2 separate regions of the Oryctolagus cuniculus genome follow, and region 2 is linked to region 1. The links are chromatin contacts, called in public Micro-C maps. All regions are on one chromosome and are shown on one strand. The core of a region is the stretch at or near the end of the contact, and the rest is flanking DNA. Distances in the headings are between cores, read along the strand shown.

The links. Hi-C and Micro-C count contacts between places; a contact is called where the count stands out from the background.
Region 2: a contact with region 1 is called in a Micro-C map of ear pinna, with 9 times the contacts expected there. The contact joins the promoter of TOGARAM1 here to the promoter of MIS18BP1 in region 1. A contact is called at or near these places in 3 of 6 Hi-C or Micro-C datasets (ear pinna, psoas muscle and an unstated tissue).

What each region holds. Positions count from the first base shown.
Region 1 is chr12:30,676,671-30,684,484 of mOryCun1.1, reverse strand. MIS18BP1 (MIS18 binding protein 1) reads right to left here and starts at 5,081. Exons shown (of 17, transcript XM_002717974.5): 1 at 4,591-5,081. It overlaps LOC138844623 (a long non-coding RNA gene), which reads left to right and starts at 5,043. Exons shown (of 3, transcript XR_011380734.1): 1 at 5,043-6,448.
Region 2 is chr12:30,932,649-30,940,462 of mOryCun1.1, reverse strand. TOGARAM1 (TOG array regulator of axonemal microtubules 1) reads left to right here and starts at 3,371. Exons shown (of 21, transcript XM_070053706.1): 1 at 3,371-3,475; 2 at 3,680-5,820. The coding sequence starts at 3,775. KLHL28 (kelch like family member 28) reads right to left here and starts at 3,462. Exons shown (of 5, transcript XM_008269539.4): 1 at 3,207-3,462.

The DNA of each region.
Region 1 (7,814 bases), core at 3,832-6,331:
GCCGCGGCAGCCATTGGAGGGTGAACCAATGGCAAAGGAAGACCTTTCTCTCTGTCTCTATCTCACTGTCCACTCTGCCTGTCAAAAAAAAAAAAAAAAAAAAATTGTAGATATCTCAACCCAAATGCCTGTCAACTGAAAGCTCGATAAATTATGGGATATGTACACCATGGAATGCTAAACAGTGGTAGAAAAAAATGAAATCCTGGAGCCGGCGCTGTGGCGTAGCGGGTTAATGCCCTGGCCTGAAGTGCTGGCATCCTCTATGGGCACTGGTTCAAGACCTGGCTGCTCCGCTTCTGATCCAGCTCTCTGCTATGGTCTGGGAAAGCAGTAGAGGATAGCCTAGGTCCTTGAGCCCTTGCACTCGCATAGGAGACCCAGAGGAAGCTCCTGGCTCCTGGCTTCAGATCAGCGCAGCTCAGGCTGTTGCGGCCAATTGGGGAGTGAACCATTGGATGGAAGACCAACCTCTCTCTCTCTTTCTCTGCCTCTCCTCTCTCTGTGTGATTCTGACTTTCAAATAAATAAATAAATCTTAAAAGGTAAAGAAAAAAATGAAATCCTGTCATTTGCAACAAAATGGATGAAACTGGAAAAATATCATACATAGTGAAATAAGCCAGACCCACAAGACAAATACCTTATGTTCTCTCTGATCTGATAATAGAGCACCTAAAAGAAGTGAAATTGACACTTTGAAATGTAATGACTTTTGGGGTGAGTGCTGTGGCGCAGTGGGCTAAGCCTCTGCCTGCAATGCCAGCATCCCATATGGGTACCGGTTCAAGTCCTGGCTGCTCCACTTCCCATCCAGCTCTCTGCTATGGCCTGGGAAAGCAGTGGAAAATGGCCCAAGTCCTTGGGTCCCCGCAACCATGTGGGAGACCCGGAAGAAGCTCCTGACTCCTGATTTTGAGTCGGCCCAGCTCCAGCTATTGCAGCCAATTGGGGAATAATCCAGCAGATGGAAGAACTTTCTCTCTGTCTCAACCTCTCTTTGTCTATAACTCTACCTCTCATGTAAATAAATTCTTTAAAAAAAAATGTAATAACTTTGAACAGCCCTTGTCTCCACTGTAGAGGAACAGCTTTTTTTCCACACTATTTGTTGAACTCCTTACTTAGTACTGAGTTAATCGTATGTGTTACAATATTGAGTGAAATAGATCTTAATAAAAAAAAATAAGAATGGGAATAGGAGTGGGAGTGGGAGGAGGAAGAGGGGGGCCAGTATAGGTATGGTGGGAAGAATTACTATGTTTCTAAAGTTGTTTTTGTGAAATATATGAAGTTTGCATTCCTTAAATAAAAGTTTACTGAGGAAAAAAAAGCCATAGCAACTGAAGGAAATAAATAATATTTGAAAGCAAAAAAAAAATCATAGATATTAAAAAGACAAAAGAGGGCCAGATGTTGTGGCACAGCTGGTTAAGTCACCATGGGGGATCCTGGACTGCTTCTGCTCCAGCTTCCTGCTAATGCTCTTGGGAAAGCAGAGGAAGATGGCCCAAGTACTTGGGTTCCTGCCATCTACATGGGAAATGAGGGTGGAGTTCCTGGCTCCTGGATTTAGCCTGGGCCAGACCTGGCTGTTGCAGCAATTTGGGGAGTGAACCCGTGGGTAGAAGATCTTTGTCTCTCTCTCTCTCTCTCTCCATCTGTAGCTCTGCCTTTTAAATAAATCATTAAACAAAACAAGAGAGTAGAAAAGTAGTTACCTGCAGGTGGAGGATTAACCAAGTGAGCCACTGTGCTGGCATCCCATATGGGCTCTGGGTTCTAGTCCCGGTTGCTCCTCTACCAGTCCAGCTCTCTGCTGTGGCCCGGGAGGGCAGTGGAGGATGGCCCAAGTGCTTGGGCCCCTGCACCCGCATGGGAAACCAGGAAGAAGCATCTGGCTCCTGGCTTCAGATCAGCACAGCGCCGGCCCTGGCGGCCATTTAGGGGGTGAACCAATGGAAGGAAAACCTTTCTCTCTCTCTCTCTCACTGTCTATAACTCTACCTGTCAAATAAATAAATAAATAAAGAAAAGAAAAGTAGTTACCCAAGACTAGGGAAAGGGTGGGGAGGGGAAGGTGGAGAGAAGCTGGTCAATGGTATAAAGTTACAATTAGATATGAGGAATAAGTTTTGGTGTTCTATTGTATGGTAAAGTGATTGTAGATAACAATAAGATATTGTATATTTCAAGTCAGCTGAAAGAGTTTTTAAAGTTCTCCCTACAAAGAAATGTTGCCAACTAACTAGATTTGCTCAAAATGCAATGCATACATGTACCAAAATAACAAATTGCACCCCATAATTATGTATACAGTGTCAATAAACAGAAAAGAGGAAAAAAATCAGACATCATAAAATCAGACATAAAAGGCAAGGAACACAAAGAATATAAATACAGTGGAAAATATAGTAAAAAACACTAGAAATGAAACAAATATGAAAAATTAAATGAAACTATCATTTTAAAATCTTTTCAAGAAATTGATTCATGGAGCAGTCAATGAAGATTCAACAAGTATGTAAGCTGAGTCCCCAAAGAAAATCAAAACAATAGAACTGAATGAATGGTGCAAGCAATATCTGAAATAAAAGGCAACTTAACATACTGTGTACCAGAGAAACTGGCACAAAAGACTTCTACAAGTATAGTTCTTATTATAAACAAAACACTTGGTCTGGTGCTATGTCACAGCGGGATAAGCCGTCACCCGGGACACCTGCATCCTGAATGAGGGCAGGTTCTACTCCTGGCAGGTCCCTGCTAATGCCGCCTGGGAAAGCAGCAGAGGATGGCCCCTATACCCATGTGAGTGACCTAGATCGAGTTCAAGGCTCCTGGCTTCAGCCATCTGGGGGAGCGAACCAGTGTACAGAAGCTATCCCACCTCCCCCTCAACTGTGCCTTTCAAATAAATAAACCTTTTTTTAAAAAAATCCCTCTTCAGAAAATAACAACAATCATAATAATTAGCACCCTTCAAGTGGAGGAAAGAACAGTTTGTCCTGAAGGCTTGGTTTAACAGATGAACGTAACTAATAAAAAATCAGCTCCTTCTAAATAGACTCTTTTTGGAGTAGAATAGATAAATTCTAAAATGTTCTGCTTTCATTAACTTCTTACAGCTGTTGAGAAAATTGAGTCCTTTCATCTTGTTCTGAAAACTGACAAATGCTGATGACTAAGGAAAAACTGCCACTTATTTAGCAGTAAAGATCCAGGAATAAGAAAATCACAGCATGAAAGGGTAGATAGTCTTATAGGAAATATGTAAACAGAACCAAGGCTAAAAAATTGTTATCATGTATACGATAATGTAACTATTACTCTTTCTCCCAAAAAGACACAAAGTTTTCAGGAATTTATCACATTAGCAATGATAATAACAATTTCTATAATGGAATACAAAATAAAAAATGCCAGAGAACACAAACCAAAACTGGGAGATGGAGTTGAGGAAACTGAGAATTTAAAGTTAACAGACAAATATAACACTTGAAAAAAAAATGCAGAACGTAAGAGCTAATAAATATACAATTAATCAGTTTATTAAAATTATTAATCCATAAAATGACTAAAGGATATAAAAGGCGATTAATACAAAAGGCTGATAAGTGAATCAAACCACACCCAATTAACTAAAAAATACAGATGTAAAATTCAAACAGGGAGCTTTCTTTTACTTACCAGAATGATAAAAATAGTATTTACTACCTGTTAGCTGCTATATAATCTTAAAGCAACTCTTTTAATAGATGCCATTATTGTTTAGTCTGGTAAAGTTACCTGCCCAAGTTGACACTTCACAGTAAGTGAGGAAGAGGAGGAACCAAGTCTATGCGATTACAGAGCCCAAGTGCTTAACTAATAGGCAACATAGGCTATCGAGAGAACTGGGGAGATTAGAAAACTGAATGTCCGCTAATCAGGGGAAAGAAGTTCTATATCAACATAATTCAACATATATATTCAATATTATATACGAAAATATTTTATATATACTGACATAGAAACTACCAAAAGTTAAAACAGAAGAGATCAGGTATAACTATATGTCTGTAAAAAGTCATATAAAGCACACAACTTATGAGTATAAGCACAGAAAAAAAAATCTGGAAGTACATCAAACTATAAACATTGCTGATCTCTAGACGGACCTTCCATTTTCTAAATAAATTAACAACTGAAAACCTGTGCAACTAGCATAAAGTTTCCTCAGAAAAACACCTAAGTCGGATGGGTCGATAGTTCCTACAGCCCTGGGGGTCGTGGATCCCAAGGTGAAGAGCCGGGCACTGACACAAACAAATTGCCTGCCCAGTAATCATTCCAACTCAAATTATTTTTTCCCAGAGGCGATTTCTAGAACGCAGACCTAGAGTGTCCACCGCTGTAACCTGAGTGTTCTACTGCCTTGACAGCTGCAGCGGACACGCAGCACCCACTCACGGGTGAACGCGCCGCGGACAAACCACTGCCTCAGTCAACAGAGGCTGGGAAGGGCCGCGAATAGCAAAGCCGGGCGACGCGCGCAGGCCGCAGGGATCCGGAACGCGGGGCGAGGGGAGCGGGGCGGAGAGGTGGTACCTTGGCGGGCGGGCCGGGTAGGCGAGGCCACAGCAGTCCCGGTTCGGCTACGTGCGCAGGCGAGCTCCACGCCCACGGGCTCGCGCCTCAGGCCCACGACGACCGCCGTCCGCCGCAGCCGGGCCTCAGGAGTCGCTCACAAACGCTGCGAGGTTCCCCAGCACTTACAAGTCTGGGAATTCAAATTTGAAGAGCCCGCCCTCCCGTCAGCCCGGGATTGGCACGCTCAGGAAATGCGTCACCGTGCGTTTCAAGGGGACTCGAGAAAACTGAGGGCAGCCCCTGCGCCGCGTGGACAACGCCCGATGACCACAAAAAGCGTGTGACCCCCAAGCTGCCACTGCAGTGGGCGCGTCACTCCCCTCAGAGTTCGTTGTGTCTCCACAGGGCGCGCCCCCACCACGCAGGCCGCCGCGCCTCCCATAATGCTTTGCGTCCGGAAGGCGCTCGTCAGACGCCGCCGGCGAGCTTCGGCGCAAGTACGATCACCAAGTTTGGCCCGTCCCGGCTACCACCCGTCGCGCCTATAAGTGGGGCTTATTAGTGGCCGTCTGTTTTCCGCTCGTAGCGTTCTGGGGCAAGATTTGTTGAATGCTTTTCTCAGTAAGCCGTCTATTTGAGGAGAACAAGCTAAATGCCCTTTCACACACCGTTATTTAGTGTCAGGTATTCCCGCCAGAAGGGTTCATCCCCCCCCACCCCGTTTCTAATTTATAATTATTTCGAATTCTAAACGCGTTACTCTGGACAAATCTAGATTGCGGTGCAGTTTGTGACAGTTGTCCTTAGGCTGAGCTCAGCCTTAAGAACCGCGGAATACCTGTGCAGCCAGCGCCGGCGCCGGCAGCCCTGTGACCTGCGCCGCCTTTGAGTCTTGGCCCGGGGACGGGGAAGCTGGGACACTAACAAGTGTTTTCATCCCTAAACCTCGCGTCCTGTCTCCCAGAATCCACTCCTGGTTTTCCCTAGTCGGCATTTGAGACAGGAGAGCTGCTTCTTCAATTCCCAGAGTCCTCTCTCGAATATTCCTGTTAGTACTGGACCAAAAAGGTTGTGTTAGACGTTTTTTCTTTTCAAGTGACTATTAGAATCCCCTTTCCTTAATTATATATCTACTAAATGTTGTGCACACCGAGTATGTTCAGAATCCAAAACAAATGTAAAACAGATTAATGCAAAGAAGGGAAACAAATCTACATGGATAAAGTGGAATTGCCTGTTCACCATAATGAGAAAATACTGGACATGTTTAGAAAAAAACAGACCCTTTTATGTTAAGCCGCATTTATAAAACAGACTTTGTAGTGGATGGGGACTTGGAGGAGTTAAACGTTCAACTTCCAAAGCATCTGAAGAGTGAGGTGTGAGAGATTTTTATGCGTCATGATAGAGGTAGCCATGGCTCACACGTTTAGATAAAGACCCTGAAATATTAAAGGTAGACACCCAGGGATTGCGGATTTTTATTTTTTAAATTGGCTACTTCTAATATGAGAAGTAGCAAATATCCAATGTACTCCAGGGTGTACAACAGCAGAAATTTACATAAGGATGACTTAACTTTCCAAAAAAAATTGGATAAAACCATTCGTAGATTTAAAAAAAAATACTATGAGAAGGGGTAGAGGCAAAGAAATAATGTTCGTTGGACCACCAACATGCTGCCTTGCTTGGAAGAAAGAGCTTCTTCTAGTTCATAGTCTGGAATAATCTGTACTATTCCATGACTCATGAAAACACATGCATACCCAAGTAGAGTCCAGAAAACAGACATAGGAGGAAAGGGACTAGAAACCTCATATTGTGTGGAAGTTGTCATCTGGGACTGCTTAGCCTGAGGAATATTCACAGGACCATGGTAAGTTCTGGAACTACTAACTGATCTTATGATGCTTTGGGGGAGATTAGAAAAGTGCTATTTCTTCAAGGCCTATGATTCTTATCCAGATATCATTTTATCCCATTAGGGGACAATAAGGCAATGTCTGGAGACATGATCACAACTAGGGAGAGTGTCACTTGCGTATGGTGGATAGACAGTAATGCCACTAACATCCTAGAAGGCATCTAGGCTAAAATGTCAATGGTGCCAAGGTAGAGGAATCCTACTTTTTTTTTTTTTTATTATTTGACAGGAAGAGCTATAGACAATGAGAGAGACAGAGAAAGGTTCACCACCCCAAATGCCAGGAGCCAGGTGCTTCTCCCTGGTCTCCCACCCAGGTACAGAGGCCCAAGCACTTGGGCCCTCCTCCACTGCCCTCCTGGGCCGCAGCAGAGAGCTGGACTGGAAGAGGAGCAACCAGGACTAGAATTGGCGCCCTTATGGGATGCTGGCGCTGCAGGTGGAGGATTAACCAAGTGAGCCGTGGCATGGGCCCCTACTACTCTTGTCAAATGTAACCATGTATTACGTTGTTTTTTTTTTTTTGACTTTTTTATATTTTATTTTATTTAATGAACATAAATTTCCAAAGTACAGCTTATGGATTACAATAGCTTCCCCCCCCATAACTTCCCTCCCACCCACAACACTCCTCTCTCCCACTCCCTCTCCCCTTCTATTCACATCAAGATTAATTTTCAATTATCTTTATATACAGAAGATCAATTTAGCATATATTAAGTAAAGATTTCAACAGTTTACACCCACATAGAAACACAAAGTGTAAAATACTATTTGAGTACTAGTTATAGCATTAATTAAACACCTAAGAGTAGTTGTTTTTTTTTTTTATTTTCTATTCTCTTTATATACAGAAGATCAGTTTAGCATACATTAAGTAAAGATTTCAACAGTTTGCTCCCACACAGAAACATAAAGTGAAAAATACTGTTTGAGTACTAGTTATAGCATTAAATCTCAATGTACAGCACACTAAGGACAAAGATCCTACATGAGGAGTAAGTGCACAGTGACTCCTGTTGTTGACTTAACAAATTGACACTCTTGTTTATGGCATCAGTAATCACTCTAGGCTCTTGTCATGAGTTGCCAAGGCTGTGGAAGCCCCCTGAGTTCACTGACTCTGATAATTTTTAGACAAGGCCATGGTCAAAGTGGAAGTTCTCTCCTCCCTTCAGAGAAAGGTACCTCCTTCTTTGATGACCCATTCTTTCCACTGGGATCTCACTCGCAGAGATCTTTCATTTAGGTTTTTTTTTCCCCCCAGAGTGTCTTGGCTTTCCATGCCTGAAATACTCTCATGGGCATTTCAGCCGGA
Region 2 (7,814 bases), core at 2,122-4,621, 260 kb before region 1:
GGATGAGGATGGCTCCCTGCCACCCACATAGGAAACCTGGATTAAGTTCTCAGTTCCCGGAATTGGCCTGGTCCAGCACAGGTGTCCTGGTCTCTAGATGTTGTAGGCATTTGGGTAGTGAACCAGTGGACAGAAGCTCCTTCTTTCTTTGTCTCTCAAATAAACTATAAAAAAGAAAGCCTACTTAATCCTACATGTATAAAGCTAAATTCATAGTGTCATTAAAGTTTTGACTTGGCAGGCGCCGTGGCTCACTAGGCTAATCTTCTGCCTGCAGCACCAGCACATCGGGTTCTAGTCCCGGTTGGGGCACCGGATTCTGTCCTGGTTGCTCCTCTTCCAGTCCAGCTCTCTGCTGTGGCCCGGGAGTGCAGTGGAGGATGGCCCAAGTGCTTGGGCCCTGCACCCGCATGGGAGACCAGGAGAAGCACCTGGCTCCTGGTTTCAGATCAGCATAGTTCTGGCCATAGCAGCCATTTGGGGGGTGAACCAATGGAAGGAAGACCTTTCTCTCTGTCTCTCTCACTGTCTAACTCTGCCAGTACAAAAAATAAATAAATAAATAAATAAGATTTTGACTCAAACAAAAGCTAAAGATTCAAGATAAAAACTCAAAAAGGATAGACTGAAATATACTATAAAATAATATATAATAAAAGGGATGAATGATTAATAATGGAAAAATCTAAATTTATCCTGTAATTTTAACACTCTCGCTCGTCGGCGCTGTGCTGATCTCTCACAGCTGATCAGCTGTGCTGATCTCTCTCTGTGTAACTCTGACTTTCAAATAAATAAAAAAATCTTTTTAAAAAATAGTGTGTTTCACTATTCTAGAATTTGAATAACAATTTGTACTCTACATATCTACAATTAAATATAAAAGATTTCCTAGTTAGTACACAGGGATCCTTAGAATTCAAGAATAATTTTTTTTATTTTTTATTTATTTGAAAGTCGGAGTTACACAGAGAGAGGAGAGGCAGACAGAGAGAGATCTTCCATCCTCTGGTTCACTTCCCAGAAGGCCGCAACAGCTGGAGCTGCGCCCATCTAAAGCCAGGAGCCAGGAGCTTTTTCTGGGTCTCCCTCATGGGTGCAGGGGGGCCATCTTCTACTGCTTTCCTAGGACATAACAGAGAGCTGGATTGGAAGTGGAGCAGCCAGGTCATGAATGGGCACCCATATGGGATGCCAGCGCTTCAGGCCAGGGTGTTGACCTACTGTGCTACAGCACTGGCCCCAAGAATAATATTTTTTTAAAAAAACTTTGTTCTTGTGATAGAAATAAACAAAATATACAATAGATGAGATTTATGTCCACATGTAATCCTAAAAGATAATTAGTAAAATCTGTGATGCCAACGAAGATGCATTTTTTAAAATATCAAATCATGAAGACTAATGTATTTTTCATGTCTTCATCAAGATGACAAAATCTAACAGATATAAAATAAATTACACTCTATAACATACAGTGATACAGAGACCAGAGGAAAAAGAAGGGTCAAAAGCAATACTCATCTAGCTTTGCTCATAGGGAAAGGATATGATAATGGCTGGATTTAAGAATCTAGGTACCTTAAAAAGTATTCTTCATAGAGAGAAGGGGTAATTCTTAAGCTTCTACCATAGAGTTGATGATGAAATATCATTCAAGATTTTCCAAGTTTCTCTTCTCTGATTTCATGATTACCACATAACCTCTAGTTATTAACCTGGCTTCCCAAGTTCTTGGATACAGGAAGAGTGCACTGGATTTGGAACCTGAAAATTCCAATCACTGGAAACGGTAATTTGTTCCAACACAAACTGGCATTCCAATGTGTGCATTCTAACTTACGCATCATTCTCTAGTTCGAATTGCCTTCCTGAAGTCTGTACATACATAAGTGAAAGTATACATTTGATCTTCTTAGGCAGGAAATATAAAGAGGACACTCTTTTCCACTGACAACTATTACAATCATCTTTTCTTTTTCACTTCCTGTCCTTATCCTGTCGCTAAAATGAAATGTGAAGAAAAAAATAAAATAAACTTTATTTTGGCCTACTGAAATAATTTGGACACATTCATTTAAACATCAAAATAACTAACAAGTTGTCTAGAATTTAAACCAAAACATAGGATATACATTTACACAGCCTCATTTACATTAATGCTCTATTCCCCAAGAATAAAGAAACCCAGGATGTTCAAATTGTGCTCTAAGGAAAAATTCAGATTTTTGAACTTGCACTAGCCAGCAACTTTATTTATAAAGGGGTTTGGCATGTGAGTCAACCGTTCCAAGACTTAAAGAAGTATTTAAAAGACATCTCATGCGGAGCAGGGAAGGAATACTTGCATTTGAAGTTATTCAAATAAAAACTAAGACCTCCCTCATTGGATGATTCAACAGTAATTGTATTATTCCATTAAAACAACAATGACAGCTATATTTCATACTCCACATCATTCAGCCTCATACTAGACATTGCAACTCAACTGTGTCCGCTTAGGTTTCACTGAGAAAACGCCGCCTAAATTCTCAGTTCGCCTTAACAAACGTCTACCGTTGCTAAACCCACGGAGCAGAAGTCTCTTAGGACCGCGATGCCATGAACTTGCACCGCAACCGAAATCGTCTTTGCAACCTCCGTCTCCTGGAGACTCGACCGGCTGCTGAGACCGTGAGAATCCTGCAGGGAGCCTCGGGTGGCAGAGACGGGGTAGAGGGAAGGTCTGAGTCCCGCGGAGGAACGTCTACAGGGGAGCGGTTAGCTGCAGAGACTAACAGACCCGGCTCCAGATGATGTACATTTAAAGAGAATTTAGTGACGGGCGTAGGGGAAAGTGACAGAAAATCATTGCCCTCCTCCGTTAGAAGGTGAAGAGAAGTACGAAAAGAGGGCAAGGGGAGGAGGGCGGGGAGAGTAAGGGCCCCAAGGACCAGGAATGGAGAAGAGCACCCGATCTGTGAGCTGGGCCTTGGTTCGGACCGCCGGTCCCGTTAGGCGGGCGGCAGGATGAAAGCATCGCGCTCACTCAGGGTAGTGGAGAAGTAAAAGCATTTACAGCGGTCACCAGCCCTGCACAAGAAGATGTCGTCTCTCTTTCCCCGCCAGCTCCCCTTCATTCCCGTACCTCTCATTCTGGCACCAGCGACACTCGGGCAAAACTCTGCCAAAGCCCGCGCCGCGGGAGGACAGCAAAAGGAAAATACCTGAGTCCCAGGAATCTCGCTGACAGCGACAGGAGGAGGAGCCGTGGACAAGTGGAGCCCGGGTAAGATCCTCTCTTGGCTCTGGTCAAACCCAACTCTTACGGGTGGGGCGGGGAGCTTCCGCCCGGAGCTTGGAGAGCGTCACTTCCTTCTGTCACCACCCGTCCTCCTCGGCGCTCTAGCTACGTTCGCAGCGTTCTGACTTCCTCTTCCAGGAGCCTTCGGCCTATAACACCTGACGTGGACTACAAGACCCAGCATCCACCACGGTAACTTGATTTCCGGGGTCAGGGGAGCCGCGCTAGGTGCATCACCATGGAAGCGATCGGTTTGGTCACGTGGGGCCCCTGGTTACGCCCGGTGGCGGCTGTGGGGTCTGGGGCTCACGCGGGGGCCATTTTGCCAAAGGCTGCCTCCCGGAGTCGGAGGCGGCCTGGCACCTGGCTAAAGCTGTTCCTTCTGATCCTCTGCAGCTTAGAGCTTGAAGAAGAACTGAAAGGCTGGGCTCCATCGAGCCCCTGGGAGACGGCAATGGTTCCCTCCAGCCAGCGCCACCTGACGACCCTCCATGGCGACTGCGCCCTCCTCGCTCTTCCTGCTGCCGCCCCTTCCAACCCCGTGTGCCGGTCGCCTCCAGAGCCGCAGTCGTCCTTCCACCTCAGAGACTGATGATAGTCGAATAGGGGGCGCCATGAGAGGAGAGAAAAACTATTACTGCCGTGGAGCTGCTGGGGACCACGGTTCCTGCCCCCCTACACCATTGCCTCTGGCCTCAACCCTCTTGATGCCCGCGGAAGCGGTCTCGAGTAGCTGGTCCAGCTCTGGAGGTGGTTTGTCAGCGGGAGATGAAGAGGAGACTCGGCTCCTTCAACTCTTGCGCACCGCCCCGGATCCTTCCGAGGCCTTACAGGCTTTGCAAGCTGCTCTGCCGCGGCGGGGCGGCCGGCTTGGCTTCCCTAGACGCAAGGAGGCATTGTATAGGGCCCTGGGCCGGGTGCTCGTGGAAGGGGGTAGTGATGAGAAGCGGCTCTGCTTGCAACTTCTCTCGGACGTTCTCCGGGGGCAAGGGGAGGCAGGCCAGCTGGAAGAGGCCTTTAGCCTGGCCCTTCTGCCTCAGTTAGTTGTCTCCTTGCGAGAAGAGAATCCAGCCTTACGGAAAGATGCGCTGCAGATCCTGCACATATGTCTGAAGCGTAGTTCTGGCCAGGTGCTGAGAATGCTTATACAGCAAGGACTGGAAAGTACCGATACTCGGCTTAGAGCTTCCACGGCACTATTGCTCCCGATCTTGCTTACTCCTGAGGATTTGTTGCTTGGCCTGGATCTCACCGAGGTAATCATCTCTCTAGCCCGAAAGCTTGGCGATCAGGAGATAGAAGAAGAATCGGAGACAGCTTTCTCTGCACTTCAACAAATTGGGGAGCGACTTGGCCAAGAGAGGTTTCAGTCCTATATCTCTCGCCTGCCCTCTGCTCTGAGGAGACACTACAATCGCCGCCAGGAGACCCAGTTTGGAACTCAGGTTCCTTATTATTTGGAACTTGAAGCGTCTGGTTTTCCCGAAGAGCCTCTTCCCTGTGCGGTGGCTCTTTCCAATAGCAATCTTAAATTTGGGATTATTCCTCAGGAGCTGCATTCAAGATTATTGGATCAGGAAGACTATAAGAACCGGACTCAGGCTGTTGAAGAATTAAAGCAGGTGCTGGGAAAATTTAACCCTAGTTCTACCCCTCATTCTAATCTTGTTAGTTTCATTAGCTTATTGTATAACTTGCTAGACGATTCTAACTTCAAAGTGGTCCATGGCACACTTCAGGTCCTGCATATACTAGTTACTCGCCTTGGAGAGCAGGTACAACAATTCTTGGGACCAGTTATAGCAGCTTCTGTCAAAGTGCTGGCAGACAATAAGTTGGTAATCAAGCAAGAATACATGAAAATCTTCCTCAAGCTAATGAAGGAAGTAGGTCCTCAGCAGGTGCTTTGTTTACTGCTGGAACATCTCAAACATAAGCATTCCAGAGTAAGAGAGGAGGTGGTGAACATTTGCATCTGCTCCCTCCTGACTTATCCCAGTGAGGATTTTGACCTACCCAAGCTGTCTTTTGATCTAGCCCCAGCTCTTGTAGATAGCAAACGCAGGGTACGCCAGGCAGCTCTAGAAGCCTTTGCTGTGCTGGCATCATCAATGGGCTCAGGTAAAACCAGCATCCTTTTTAAAGCTGTGGATACTGTTGAACTGCAAGATAATGGTGATGGAGTAATGAATGCTGTGCAGGCCAGATTGGCTAGAAAAACCTTACCCAGGCTAACAGAACAGGGATTTGTGGAATATGCAATGCTCATGCCATCTTCTGCCCAGGGTAGGTCAAGCCATTTGGCACATGGAGCAGATACAGACTGGCTTTTGGCTGGTAACAGAACTCAGAGTGCACACTGTCACTGTGGTGACAACACAAGGGATAGCATGCAGCTTTATGGATCTTACAGTCCAACTATCTGTACCCGAAGGGTATTAAGTGCAGGAAAAGGAAAAAATAAGTTACCATGGGAAAATGAGCAGCCTGGAGTCATGGGAGAAAACCAGACCTCCAGTTCCAAGGATATAGAGCAGGTATGTTTCTTCTCCAATTTTTTTAGTTGAAACTGTGTAAGAATTTAAAATGAAAATATGGCTGTGATACTTAAGGGAGAGGCTGCTTGAGAGCTGTTATGTTTTGTTTTAAATCAATTTGAATGCTGAATTGGGTATCTATTATGGTCACATAAGATGATTTAATAGATTTTCCTCCTAGATGGATTGCATTGATTTTGAGGCACAATGTGAAACAGACAATACCTGGATTTCAATTTTGGCTTGCCACCTTGGTGTGTCCATAACTTCATTAACATTACAAACATTGAATACCTAGTTAAGTGTCAGATAAAATCCAAGTTCTGGGATTAGACCAGTTCCACCTCATTTAGGGGAAAAAAACCAATAGGGCAGTTAACAAATTTGTTTAGTGCTAAAATAGAAAAGTTAACAGTCCTGTGGGGGTACTAAAGATAGAAAAAATAATTCCACTGAAGAAGTCAAAATAGCCTTCAATGTAGATGTGACATTTGAACTGAGATCCACCTTCCCAGTTTTTATTGTAAAAATTCCAGATACACAGGTAAATTAGGAGTATAGTGATTTACTCACATACTTCATCTATGTTTACCACTTGTTATTATCTTAATGTATTTGTGTTTGCTGAACTAGTCAACATCTTGCCATATTTGCAGTTTTCTTGACTTCACTCCTAAATACCTTGGTACATATCTTCTGAGAATGACATCCTTTTTTATAACCATAATATCATTGTCACTCCTTAGAATATCAATAGCAGTTCAGTAATGTCTAATATGTAGCCTGTATTTAAATTTCTTCCATCTGTCCCCAAAATGCGTTTCTTGATTTTATCCAGGATTCAGTCATACTTCATTTGGTCAATGTGTCTTTTACTTAGTGTAATATCCCCACCTGTTTGATTCTTTCTTTTTTCATGACACTGACTCTCTTTTTGGAAGTGTATTGAGTAGTTATTTTATAGAAAGTCTCACCTTTTAAATTTCTCTTTTTGTTGCCTTATAATTAGATTCAATTATAAGCTTTTTAAGAAATAAGCTTTTTAAGAAAAATAGTGCATACAAGCTAGGTATATATTAAATTAGACACACTTCACAGTAATATCACCTCATGAAACAAATAGTGTCCTATTAGTGATGCTTCATTTTAAGCATTTGGTTAAGATAGTGATAGCTAGGTCCACTATAGAGTTTTATAATTAGCACATAATCTGTAGGTTAGTAACTTTGAGAGTTCCCATATACCCCTGTCCACACATGTGGACAATTTACCTGCTATGTCCTGCACCACGGTGGTACATTTATTATAATCAATGAATCCATATTAACATATCATTATCACTCAAACTCCATAGTTTACATTAGAGTTAATTTATGTTGTATATAAGTTGACAAATGTATCCATTGTAAAATCATCCCGAATAGTTAACTCTCCTATAAATTCTCTATGTTCAAAAAAGGAGAAAATTCTCTCTGCTCTACATGTTCATCCTTTCCCCTACCTCCAACTCAGTCCCTGGAATCCGTGTTTATTTTATTGTCCCAGTCTCCCATGTGAGTGGCAGGGACCCAAGAAATGTGATTGCAGGCTCATATAGTAACACTGTATTTAGTCTTGTAAGAAATTGCCAGCCTGTCTTCCAAGGTGGCTATAGCATTTTGCATTCCCAGCAGAAATGAGGGAGAGTTTCCCTTGCTCCACACGGTAATCTGCATTTGGTGTTGTCAGTGTTTTGGATTTTGACCATTCTAATAGGTATATATTAGGATCTCATTGTTATTTTAATTTGCAATTCCCTAATGACATCTGATATTGGAACACATTTCCATATGCTCCGTTGCCATCCATTTGTCTTCTTTGGTAAGTTATCTGGTAAGGTCTTTTGTCCATCATTTTTTCTTTATTGTTGAGTTTTTTTTTTTTTTTTTTTTTTTTTTTTTTTTTTTGACAGGCAGAGTGGACAGTGAGAGAGAGAGAGACAGAGAGAGAAAGGT